Linked DNA regions of Rattus norvegicus: region 1 is linked to region 2. Evidence: chromatin contacts called from public HiChIP or PLAC-seq data. All regions are on one chromosome and are shown on one strand. Each heading gives the region's core, a stretch centred on a gene start, on an enhancer-like site or on the middle of the called end of the contact. The rest is flanking DNA. Distances are from core to core; before and after follow the strand shown. Region 1 overlaps Arhgef28 (Rho guanine nucleotide exchange factor 28). Region 2 overlaps LOC102551152 (a long non-coding RNA gene).

Region 1 (6,134 bases), core at 861-3,360, 220 kb after region 2:
TTTTCTGTATTCAAGTACAGATAAATTAGCTCTAAACAATATTGCCCTCCGCCCCCTCCCCCCCAAACTGAGACACTTTTGTGAGCTCTTCCAGAGGAACCAGGAACTCAGACATTTGGGTAAGCCCAGGGTACACAGGGCTAAGGCATACCTCTTTGCTCCCCGGAGAGAAGACGGCTGGGAGGCTCCTCTGGCGACTATGCTTACAGTGGCCCAGCAGACCCTGCTGGTCACGCATCCTCTGCCTCTCCCTCTCCACCATCCTCTGGCCCTCCCGCAACCGCTCGAGGTTCTGCTGGTACTCCTGGAGTTGGTGGTCCAGTTCGCTACGGTGGCGCAGCAGTAATTCCTCCTGCGACTGGCACTCACGTTCCCGTGCCTGCAGCCAGCTCTCTTGGGCCTCCTGCTCACGCTGTTGCTGGTCACATGTGCGGTGCCAACGCCGCTGCTCTTGTTGGAACTGGTACTGGAGCTTGTGGATGTTGGCCAGCTCTTCACGATGCTTTTCCAGGTAACGGGATTTCTCCTGGTCTTGCAAGGGGCCACCTCGGAAGGAGTGGCTAGGGGCCAAGCTCTCCTGCTGCTGTAGAACTAGCTTGTGGATCTCAATGTGGCTGTCCTGGATGGTCAAGGCAGCCTGGGTGGGGGTGGGGAATGGAGAAGAAACCAAATGAGTTAAGTACAGATTTGTGTTACATATGGGTTGGGAATGGGATCCCAAATGCTATGGGTTCAAGGCCTGGTGGTTTGCTATAGAGCTCGTGGGAGAAGGCAAAACCTTTAAGAGATAGGTTTAGTAGATGGTCATGGATAAGTGGGGATGGACTGGGTGTGCCTGTGTCTGTGCCTCTGTGCACGTGCACGTGTGTGTACGTGCCTGTGTGTGTCCATCCTGGTAGGGGATACTGGGACCCAGCCCATAGTCTCCCCACCATGAAGTTCTGCTTTCCCCAGAGCAGTGGCACCAAGTGTCCATGTACTGAAACCAGGGGACAGCGCCGACTTTCCCTCGTCTAGCTTGTTACTTAGGTACTTTGCCAATAAGACACAAAGCTCACACAGCTTGTTGACTGTTTAACCTCTTGATCAGAAAGACCTCTAAAACGTGGAATGCTTGCTTGCTTATTTTTATATCCTGCCCCTTCCCAACTTAGATCCAAGGCACACTGAGCTTTGAAATAGGCTTGCCTACGTTTTCCTATCAGTACAACTTGAGAATGTTTACAGGAAAGCATATATATTAATATATACATATACAATAATATATACCATCAATATTGCTGGCCTTTCATATCTAAGAGAGTTTGGTTCGATACTCCAGTGGCTAATCAAGACTTGGTGCTCAAGTCCTTAACTGAAATGGCTTAGTAGTAAGACATAACCTACCCATCCCCCCACCACGCCCAACGCTCTGAGTTGCCCTTAGATTGCTTGCGACCCCTAATGCGCCATCCTTCACACGGGGAGGGGTGGACGCCAGCTGCTTCCCTGGAGTCTCTGGAACTGACTTTTCCGTCTTTTTGATCCAAGGTTGGTTAGGTTTCAACCTAGGATAAAAACCTCACAGCTACAGAGGGGTGATTGTTCTCATTCTTGCTGTCGGAGAAGTGACTGGCTGCTGGTTGTTGGGTTGTATTTGAGTCACTCCTTTGGGTAGGAACTTGGTGTGCAAATTCACAACGCTCTGAATCCCCGTTCTGTTCTCATTCTCCTTCTGAGGTCCCCGCTCAATCATTCGTGGGAATTTAAGAATCTATATAAACACAGTAGGATCCTTTATTTGAGTCCCAAACCAGAAATTACTTGAGCTTTATATATTGCTTTCATGAAGACATAAAAATAAAAGTCAACTATTTGGAGACTTTTGGCAAATAGTCTTTTTATAGCATAATGCCTGAGAATTGCAGTTAATGCTGCTTTTAGGAGCTATGGAAGTCAGTCGATCTAGTCTCCTTACTGCTAGGTTTTAGCATCAGAGCGAGAAGGTTATACAAATCAGAGCTTAAAGTCATGGTTTACCTGATTGCTAACAGGGGGCAGCTACAGTTAAGGGAAAATAGGCACTCTGGATCCCAGCAGCCATGACTGACATTCACGAACCGTTCTGAGTCACAGTATCTAAGAAGAACTTAGCCACATCACGGGAGAGAACTACCAGGATCTGAAATGATGCCAGTAAACCAAACCAACAACGAAGCGACGGCGAATGAATGTTCTTGAAAGCCTTTAATTTTGAAAGTTCCCATTCGAAAGCAAGAAGGAACAGAAGGGACACGCTGCAAAGAGACACACACTGGGTGCCTATGCATGGCTTGACTCTGAAGGAGAAGCCATTACCCTCCTAAGGATAAATTCAAATCTTTGCTTCCTAAGATGTTTCCAAACTGCCCATGTAACCCGCACCCCGGGAAGATGGGCACTTGCCCATTGGCTTGTGTGATCGGCACTCTTCTATATTTCTGAAAGTTCACAAACCAAGATGTTTCTAAATTCGTATTTGCCTTGGAATGAGACTCAAAAAATGTGTTCACCAGGGCCCTTTGAAGCCAAATTTGTATTTTTAAATTTGAAAATTAATTGGAAAATAAATCGACGAATGACTTTGGAGAGCTCAATGTCATCGTGGAGAGTGGGCACCAGCCACTGTGGCCTTTAAACCTGGGGTGATTAGCATTAGTGAACCACTGGCACCCCTGCTGGCCTGGAACACAGTGGATGCTACCACTACTCAACCACCCTAGACTCCGAGGGTATCCGGGAGGCCGTCAAGCCCACTATTTTGCCAAAACAAAGAGGTTCTAGCTCTGTGTGAGGATTGTTACTGGCATAACTCAACGAACTTTTCATGGCTGCTCGAGATTGGGATACGGCCATTTTCTTCCCTCTCACAAGCATGCACTGAAGACTGGGATATTGATTTTCCACATTTAACATTTACATTTAGAAATTCTTAACTGACTTTCATTCCACTTATCTGAGTCCATTCCCTCTCCAGCCTGTCTATTCTTCCCCAACTCTAACGTAGGGACTAATCGCCGTTTCAGAAATGGGCAAAAGTCCAGCTTCTAAAGAGAGGACCACACCACAAAACAGAAACATTTCAGACCCCGTAGCCTAAGGCCAGCTCAGGGAATCTATTGGAGACACTGCTGTTTCCTATTTGTAGTGAACACAGTGGTTCCCGCCCTTCCGAATGCTGTCACTCCCCGATACAGTTCCTCATCCTGTGGTGACCCCCAACCATAAAATCATTTTTGTTCCTGCTTCGTAACTACAATTGTGCTACTTGTTGTGAATCGTAATGTGAAGATCTGTCTTCCCTGATGGTCTTAGGCGACCCCTGTGAAAGGGTCGCCAAGGGGTCATGACCCACAGGCTGAGAACCAATGAGGAAAAACGGAGGCCAGTGGACTGCTGAACTCTTCTGAACCAAAGATGTGCACGGGGCGGCACTTAGAGGTGAACGACGACAACAGAAACAACTCCACATCTTTTCACCAGGCAACACAAGTCGAGATGCTCAATGGTCATGGCCCCAAGAGCTTCATGGACTTTTTAACTTTCTTTTTTTTTCCTTTTTCAGAGCTGGGGACCGAACCCAGGGCCTTGCGCTTGCTAGGCAAGCGCTCTACCACTGAGCTAAATCCCCAACCTTCATGTACTTTTTAAAGCCCGAAGCTTTTCAGTTGATACGTTTCACAAAATCGATGGACCTCTCAGATCCCCTGTCTCCTAATACTTTACAGAAGACAGTAAAGTCACCATCACATGAGGTGACTAAGATAGGAAGCTTACTGTTATTAACCACTGTTGGTTAACATGGTTGAGGATGGAGGCACGGGCAAATTGTGGTCCAGGTACCACGTGTGTCCCAGGACAGCTCTGACACACGTATAGACAGTGCCATGTCACCATGTCAGAAAGTTAGGTGACCCTGTATCTACCCAAAGCAGTATTGATATCATTATTGAAAAATAGTCATATTTTTTAAAAAATTTTTTCAAACTCTCTATGTGAAACATTCCAGAGAACCTATGGGAAATTTCATTAAAACAAAAACTGAAGTTAAATGGGTTGGCTGATATTAAAAAAATACATAAAAGGGCCGGAGAGATGGCTCAGCGGTTAAGAGCACCAACTGCTCTTCCAGAGGTCCTGAGTTCAATTCCCAGCAACCACATGGTGGCTCACAGCCATCTGTAATAAGATCTGATGCCCTCTTCTGGTGTGTCTGAAGACAGCTACAGTGAATTCATATATAATAAATAAATCTTTTAAAAAATACATAAAACCCAATAGTTTTTATTAACAACCATAACTGGATCAGCATAGAACTTATGTGTTTTTTAATTTATAGAGTCTGCATGAAGACAATTATAAAGCTTCCGACATAGCCTAAAATAAGAGGAGACTGGCCCCATTCTCAGACAGACCTGGTCAGAGAAGAAGCACTCGTTCTCATCCACTTAGTTCATAAATAAAATGTTTTAACCTGGTGGCCTTGGTAGAAAATGGGACAGAGCGACCTATAAACCTTGTAAAATATGCAAAATATGTAGAAAAATGCTAAGAGGGTACTAGTGTCACCCTATACTCAAGTGTAATCCAAAGCTTTAATAACTGAGGACGGGGCTGTTACCGGAGCTCGGAGCTCGGATCAATAGTGCTTATGAGAAAGTGTTCCTGTTGTCAAAATCTACATAAGAAACCATCTAATGCAGCCATGGTTCTATGCTTTCTCTTCCAAATTTAGGCTCCATTTTCCTTTAACAGTCCTAAGGTGTAAGCTGAGAGCTCGCTCTGCTTTTAAATTGAGGAGGGGAAAGAAGGGAAAAGAAAAAGACCGTTTACTAAAATCGCAAAAAAGTAACTATAGGAATTTTAGCCCATGGAAACATTCAGCTATGGTTAAAAACACTTCCCATAAGGACGCTGATGTTCGGTGCTATCGATAACGCAAACATAAATCATTGGAACTGAATTCTATAGATCTGGATACTATTCATACATTAACAATCATGCTGTATATAGTTGACACCACCGAAAGATGTGTGTTGCCAACGAGTAAACATGGAACAGTCTAAACTCTGGAGGGATGCACACGACATGGTAACCTTGTCTTATTAGTTGGTTTGTTCCCTCCTTTAAAAAAAAAAAAAGCAATTCTCTCTTTAGAACTGCAGACAGTTTACTTGATTTTTATTCTCAAAAAATTCTACACTGTTTAACTATTGTCATGAAAGCATTGAAAATTACTAAGCACCACAGAGAGCACACTGGGCACACCGGCAGCTTCCTCAGTGCGTACCACCTGAGGGACGGATTACAGTCTCCCAGTTCACACCACTAGTGTGATTTTTTTTCCCCCAGTTCACACCACCAGTGTGACTTCCTATGCCTTCCTCAAAAGGTAACGAGCCATTAGTAGGCGCCTCGGTGACCGCCCATTTGCTTTTGGGTGACAAGCGAGCAGACCAAAGCACAGAAGGGCATACAAATTACTTAGCCGCCCCTCACAAAGGCCTAAGGCCGGATGTGGAGGTGACACATGTTTAGGTGGGAATTTCAGTTTTCACCAGAAAACATGAAGTCAGGCGACGCTCACCGAAGCGGTTCACTGTGTCAGACCCAAGCAGGCTCGTTGTTAATATTGAGAGACACGAACAGGCTTTATGCTTTCTGAGAAGATTCGGGTAAAACGTGACAGTGCCATGCTGCCTTGTGATCACAAAACCGGGTGAACTTGGCTTGTCTGGCGGAGTGACACCTAGGGGGTTGGCACTCGGCTAGGATGGCTTACGGCCTTTCGAATGCTCTAATTTCTGACGTCTGGACACCAGCAGTGTACATGAAAAGAAACATCCCCGCGGTTGGACGTACAGGAGAGCCGTTACCTGAAGGCTGTAGAGGAGACGCGTTAAGTTCTGTATCGCTTGTATAATCTGGGGGGGCATAGAAAAGATTACGTGTGTCAGATTCTTGCAGAGCTCCCTTAGGCACGGTTTGAGAAAGGACGGGATATGTTTAAAGCATGTGTAGCTCACCTCTGATTGTGAAGAACCGGAAAAACTTCTATATTCCACCTAAAATACATAAAAACACGAGAAAATGAGCAGCCGCTCAACTTCTGAAAG
Region 2 (5,464 bases), core at 498-2,997:
TGTGTGTGTCTGTGTCTGTGTCTGTGTCTGTGTCTGTGTCTGTATTTGTGTATGTAGGCATATATACTTACATCTAATAGACCCCAAAGGAAACTTTTACCCCACATCATCTGAAGGATGGATAAGTACATGGCTATTTCTACTCAAGGGAATACTTTTCTTTTCTCATCAGAGCACTGGGGGGTTGAACCTAGAGCCTTACAAGGTCCTAACCTAATATTCTAAGCCAACACTCTACCACTGAGCTATATTCCCAGACCCTTTCTTTTAAACTTTAATTTTGACATGGGGTCTCACTAAGGTGTCCTGGCTGACCTTGGACTTGGACTTGTAATCATTCTTCCTCAGATTCCCAAGCAGCTAAGCTATAGGTCTAAGCAAGTGAGCTGAGGTAAGGGTACATGACAGGAAAGAGCAACCACGATCAGTCCCATGATGGGTGGATCTCCCAGATCTGATGCTAGGTAGGTGTGACAGATGTTGAAGCATGTATACATCATCTACGTGTGAACACTTACATCATGATTATAAAGAACAAAAGCAATCAATAGACCTACAGTGGTAGAATGCATGTTCTTCATCTTGGTGGATGAAGGGACTTCTAGGGGTTACAGATGGCGTCTCTGAAGAGATACTAGTTCATATTTAAAGAGCCTTCAAAGCCATATCCTCAGGCCACGTGCACTTGGGTGGACATGTCTAAATTTGCTCAATATGCCTCAATAAAAATTACATATAATAAAAACATATGGACTCGGCCTATGTGTACTTGATAAATGACTATGTAATACCCATATCCATAACATTTAATACTTTAATAAAAGGTTATTTGAAACCAAATGTGAAGACTTATAGAAGTATGCGAAAGTAAAGAAGTGGAAGCTGATAGAACTGGTGCAATGCACATGGTTAGCCCTTCTCCTGGACCCTGACACTTGCCTGCAGGGTTTCCCTGCACTTGGCTGTGCGCCATCTTGGATGATGGAGGAGTACTTTGCACAGAGGCTTAGCAGTTTCATTCGTTGGCTTCTGGGTTCTACAGCACTGAGCAGGGTTCCTGACCCCTCAGTGTCTCTCGCACGGGAGCTTGGAGCTTGGTCAGCATTGTAGAGGCCCCAGGTGATCGAAAGAACAGTGGTAGCTGATGTCCTGCGTGAAAGTAACGGAGGCCTAAAAATGACTCTGTGGCCTCCTAAGCCTTAGGGGATGTCTCCTGGGACGCATCAGGCCCTCCTGTCAGTATCGACCCTCTTGGCTTCCTAATTTAAATCTTAATTAAAATTTCAGTTTGGCTATGTGCGACTTTGAGACCATGAGAGATTTTTCATCTCCAAAATGGTGTTGAGAGGAAGACTTGTCCTAGAAAATGCTCACCCTGCAAGATGTACGGATATTTGTGATACTCGTGATCATTCTTGCTCTCTTCTGCCATTAATATGTGACAGTGCCTTGTCTTAAATTCAAAGTGATTGGCCTTTGAGGTGAGCCAGTTATTAGAAGACACAGTCCTCTTACAGAACACCGTGAGAAAAATCACCCAGCTTCCAAAATGCATGCGGAATTACCCAGCACTGCTCCTTTAGAAACCTGAATGTAGAGAGAGCCACATGTGGGGACTTCTGAATCATTGGCTCTTTGAGCATTTCCCTTATGGGATATATTCATGAGAAACAGAGCCACAGGCCACATGCAGTCAGGAGACAACCAAAGCCTTGTTGTTGTGGGCATATCTCTGCTGAGGAAGCGAAGGCAGGGCCCTTACAATCTTAGAGCACAGTTAAGTGATTATCCTACAGTTCAATGCTCCTGAACGCAGCTGTACATTAGCCTGGAGGAAAATGGAGCAACTTCTTTATAGAACAAGAGATCTCGGAGTGGGATGCTGAGCCAGGCAGCCTGCCATGAGCTCACTGTCTTTGGCAACAAATGGAAACAGAAATCCAAGAACAGCAGCTGCCCGGAAGCTTCCCAGCAGGAAGCAGCAGCACCCACAGCATCAGAAAAATCCAGAGGGGTCAGGTGGGCCCAGAGTAGGCTCTTCAAGGGTCTTGAGGCTATGAAGACATGGGCCTGAAGCACATACAGCCGGCGCTTGCCTAATACTACTTAATGAGAAGAGTGTTAAGTTGAAACCTCTAAAATCCGTCAAATTGTTTAGGGTCATTCATAGAAGTCATCTCTGATCCAAGCCCATGAGACTGTGGAGCATTTGCATTGGTAGGGGCTTGAGGATTGGCCCAGTGTAGCCCTGTACTATCAGGGGTATAAGATGAGCATTGTCAAGGTTACGGGACGAGTCCTGCCAGTCACAGTAGAGAAAAGGGAAGGGACTAAATCCCAACCGATCGCTGCTGCAGTTTCTCCGCACCTATCCTGCTGCTCTCACTATACAAATGTGAAACTTCTACAGTTAAAACATCAGATTTAGAGTGGGGGACGGTGGTGGTGCACACCTTCATTCCCAGGACTCAGGAGGCAAAGGTGGATCTCTGAGTTCGAGATCAGCCTGGTTTATAAAGCTAGTTCCAGGACAGCCAGAGCTGCACGGAGAAACCCTGTCTCAATCAAACTAACTAACTAACTAACTAACTAACTAACTAACTAACTAACTAACAACAGACCCAAAGCAGCAACAAGAATGACATCAAATGGAGGGATATGAATGGCACCTGAGACTCTGATGGACCTGAGGAGAAGTGGAGTCGAGTTCTTCACTGTCCCAGATAGGCCCTGTTTGCTTGTTTTGAGGGTTTTGTTTTTCAATTCTTGGTGACTCTCCCAGAAAACAAATACCCCCCTTCCAGGAGTAACCAGAGAGTTAATAAGTGACTGCAGAAGGTGACAGGTGCTGTTGGGTGCTGGGCAGCTTCGCAAGGGAACTAAGTCAACATCAGCAACACTTGCAAGGGCAGAACGTGAACCCAACGAGACAATCTCCTTCTCTGCAGACAAGGTCCCCCAGTCTCAGGAAAAACTACAATTCTCTTTTTGCTCAAGTGCCTAGAAAACTTGTAACTGCCTCTGTATTTACCGGCTAGAACAAGTCTCTCCAACCTGATGCGTCCTGCTCCTTAAATAACATGCCGTGTTTATTAAGCAGTGGCTTGTGTCAGGCACTGTTCTGAGAGGTTTCTTACTTGATCCTCCCCACAGCCCTGGTCAGGGGAAGGATCTTTACAGTCATAGCCATTTAGAGTGAGTGACTTCCCAAGGCCACAGAGCCATCTGACCTCCCAGCCCTGCCATCACACACTTCTAGAACAATCACGCAATAATGGAATCTCGGCTCTGCTGCCACCAAGAATTGCCAAAGCCCCGAGTCCAGCAGCCCAGGGGTTGTGAACACTCTCTGCCTGATCCTGAGGGCCAGCAGAAAGAATGGAAACAGGCAACCTCGGGAGGTAGGATGTGTACCAGAGGCCTGAAATGCCCTACAGTGGGAAGAGGGAACTTATAAAGTCCACCTCCAGCAGAAAGACAAGGCATCAAGTGAGGGATGCAGTTGTCATCCCACAGTCAAAAGCTCTGACCCAAAATTGTTCCTGAAAGAACCCCAGGGTCAAAAATGGAGAAGAGCCTGAGGAAAAGAAGGTCTAGGAACAGCCCCAAATTGGGATCCAGCTCAAGAGGAGGCCACAGGGCCTGACACTATTACTGAGGCTATGGGGCACCCACAAAAAGGGGCCTATTGTGACTGCCCTCCAAAAGACCCAGCAAGCAGCTGAAAGTGGCAGATGCAGATATTTGCATCCAACCAATGGACAGAAGCTGCTGACCTCTCTGGTTGAAAAGCTTAGGAAAAAGCTGGAAGAAGCTGAGGAGGAGGGCAACCCTGTAGGAGGACCACCAGTCTCAATAAACCTGGACCCCTGAAATCTCTCAGACACTGGGCCACCAACCAGGCAGCACACACCAGTTGAGATGAGGCCCCCAACACATATACAGCAGAGGGCTGCCAGGTTTGGACTCAGTCAGAGAAGATGCACCTAACCCTCAAGAGACTGGAGGCCCCAGGGAGTGGGGAGGTGAGGTGGGGTGGGAGGGGGGATGGGGACATCTTTGTGGAGACCAAGCTGGGGTAGGAGGTTGCGGGGAGGAGGTATGGGATGTGGCACAGAGGGTGGACCAGGAAGGGGATAAAATCTGAACTGTGTAAAAGGATTAAATTTTTTTTTTTTTTTTTTTTTTTGGAGCTGGGGACCGAACCCAGGACCTTGCGCTTGCTAGGCAAGCGCTCTACCACTGAGCTAAATCCCCAACCCCAAGGATTAAATTAAAAAAAAAAAAGAAAGGAAAAAAGTCTAAATAAGGGGGGGCAGCAGTGTTGATCAGCTTAGTAACAAAACAAGATCAGAGAACACATGTACAGGGAGTTTGGAAAAGCATATCTTGTCTAAAGCCAATAGATTTCAAGCATGCTCTGCGGTATTAGTTATAGAACATAAAATCCATCACTCTGTGGACAATTGGATGAAATGAGGACAAGTGCGGTATATTCCCTGAACAAACATTCCCCACACGGGGCAGTTCACAAAGATAAGCTAACTTAGCTATGCAGCGTTCACCATCCCCAGGCTGTACTTAGGACTGCTTCAACGAGGGAAGCAGGAAAAGCCAGCCACATAAAGCCCCGGGACAGAGTACTTCCGGTTTGACATAATACTTCCGGTTCACAGAGGAGCCACTCCCCTCTCTCATCTGTGATTTCCAGCTCCGTTTCTTATTATAGTTAACTTCCTCCATCTACTCAGACCTCTTACTACAAACCAGTTTCCAGTGTTGAATGCGTGAAATGGGTACTCAAAACTGTTGCGTTGATTGATCTGACCTGGTTTTTCCTATTCGTTTATTCATTCATAAAAGGATTCTGTTCTCTCAGGGTAAAAAAAAATGGCTGAAAACAAGGTGTCGAAGATGTCTATATCCTAGTGAGAATTGTCCCCATCAGCGGACAGCTCTCTACAGGTACTAACAGGAGATGGCTGAGTAGTTCCTCCTATTCACTGGTCAAGACTCTCACCCCGACCCACTAGGGACTAGGGAAAGAGAATCCTGAATTCATGGGTGTTTGACAGGGCCATGAACCAGCCCCTGTTAATTCAAAGGAACAACAAGGAAGTTATTTAAAAACCTGTGGGAAACTTACCAAAAAAGGAGGCGGGGATTGACATTAAACATTCCAGACTAGACATCTACATAGACAATGGGACAGGTGGCATGCCTTTGTAACATCCTTCCCGACAAAAAAGAGGAACTACATTGTGGAGGGGGTTGAGGTGTGCAAGCTGAGAGGAGGGGTAGGTGGGCATTGTGGGAAGCCTCTGCCTCTCACTGGTATGTATGGTCTCTGTAGGCCTAAGGGACACATGCGTCAATGCCCCCAGTTTCTCTCCAGTAGATCTTTGGAGGCCAGTGCTCTAGGGTCATCACCATCTTCCTAATGAGGTGAGGGCTTTGCAGTAGT

What was found. HiChIP or PLAC-seq counts read pairs in DNA pulled down with a chosen protein or histone mark.
Region 1: an H3K27ac HiChIP or PLAC-seq map of oligodendrocytes shows a contact between it and region 2, with 6 times the contacts expected there. The contact joins two enhancer-like sites. A contact is called at or near these places in 1 of 12 Hi-C or Micro-C datasets (Schwann cells) and 1 of 1 datasets of contacts at active chromatin or transcription factors (oligodendrocytes).

The regions. Positions count from the first base shown.
Region 1 is chr2:31,031,356-31,037,489 of GRCr8, forward strand. It overlaps Arhgef28 (Rho guanine nucleotide exchange factor 28), which reads right to left. Exons shown (of 36, transcript NM_001415065.1): 32 at 6,045-6,083; 33 at 5,895-5,942; 34 at 152-637. Among named protein-coding and RNA genes, the nearest start is that of Arhgef28, 260 kb to the right of the region's middle. Within about 2 kb of position 2,111, at least 2 of the 93 cell types and tissues checked have an H3K27ac peak or open chromatin away from gene starts, as enhancers often do.
Region 2 is chr2:30,809,609-30,815,072 of GRCr8, forward strand. All of the region lies in intron 2 of LOC102551152 (a long non-coding RNA gene), which reads right to left. It also overlaps a transcript of LOC134485581 not described here. Among named protein-coding and RNA genes, the nearest start is that of Arhgef28, 480 kb to the right of the region's middle. Within about 2 kb of position 1,748, at least 6 of the 93 cell types and tissues checked have an H3K27ac peak or open chromatin away from gene starts, as enhancers often do.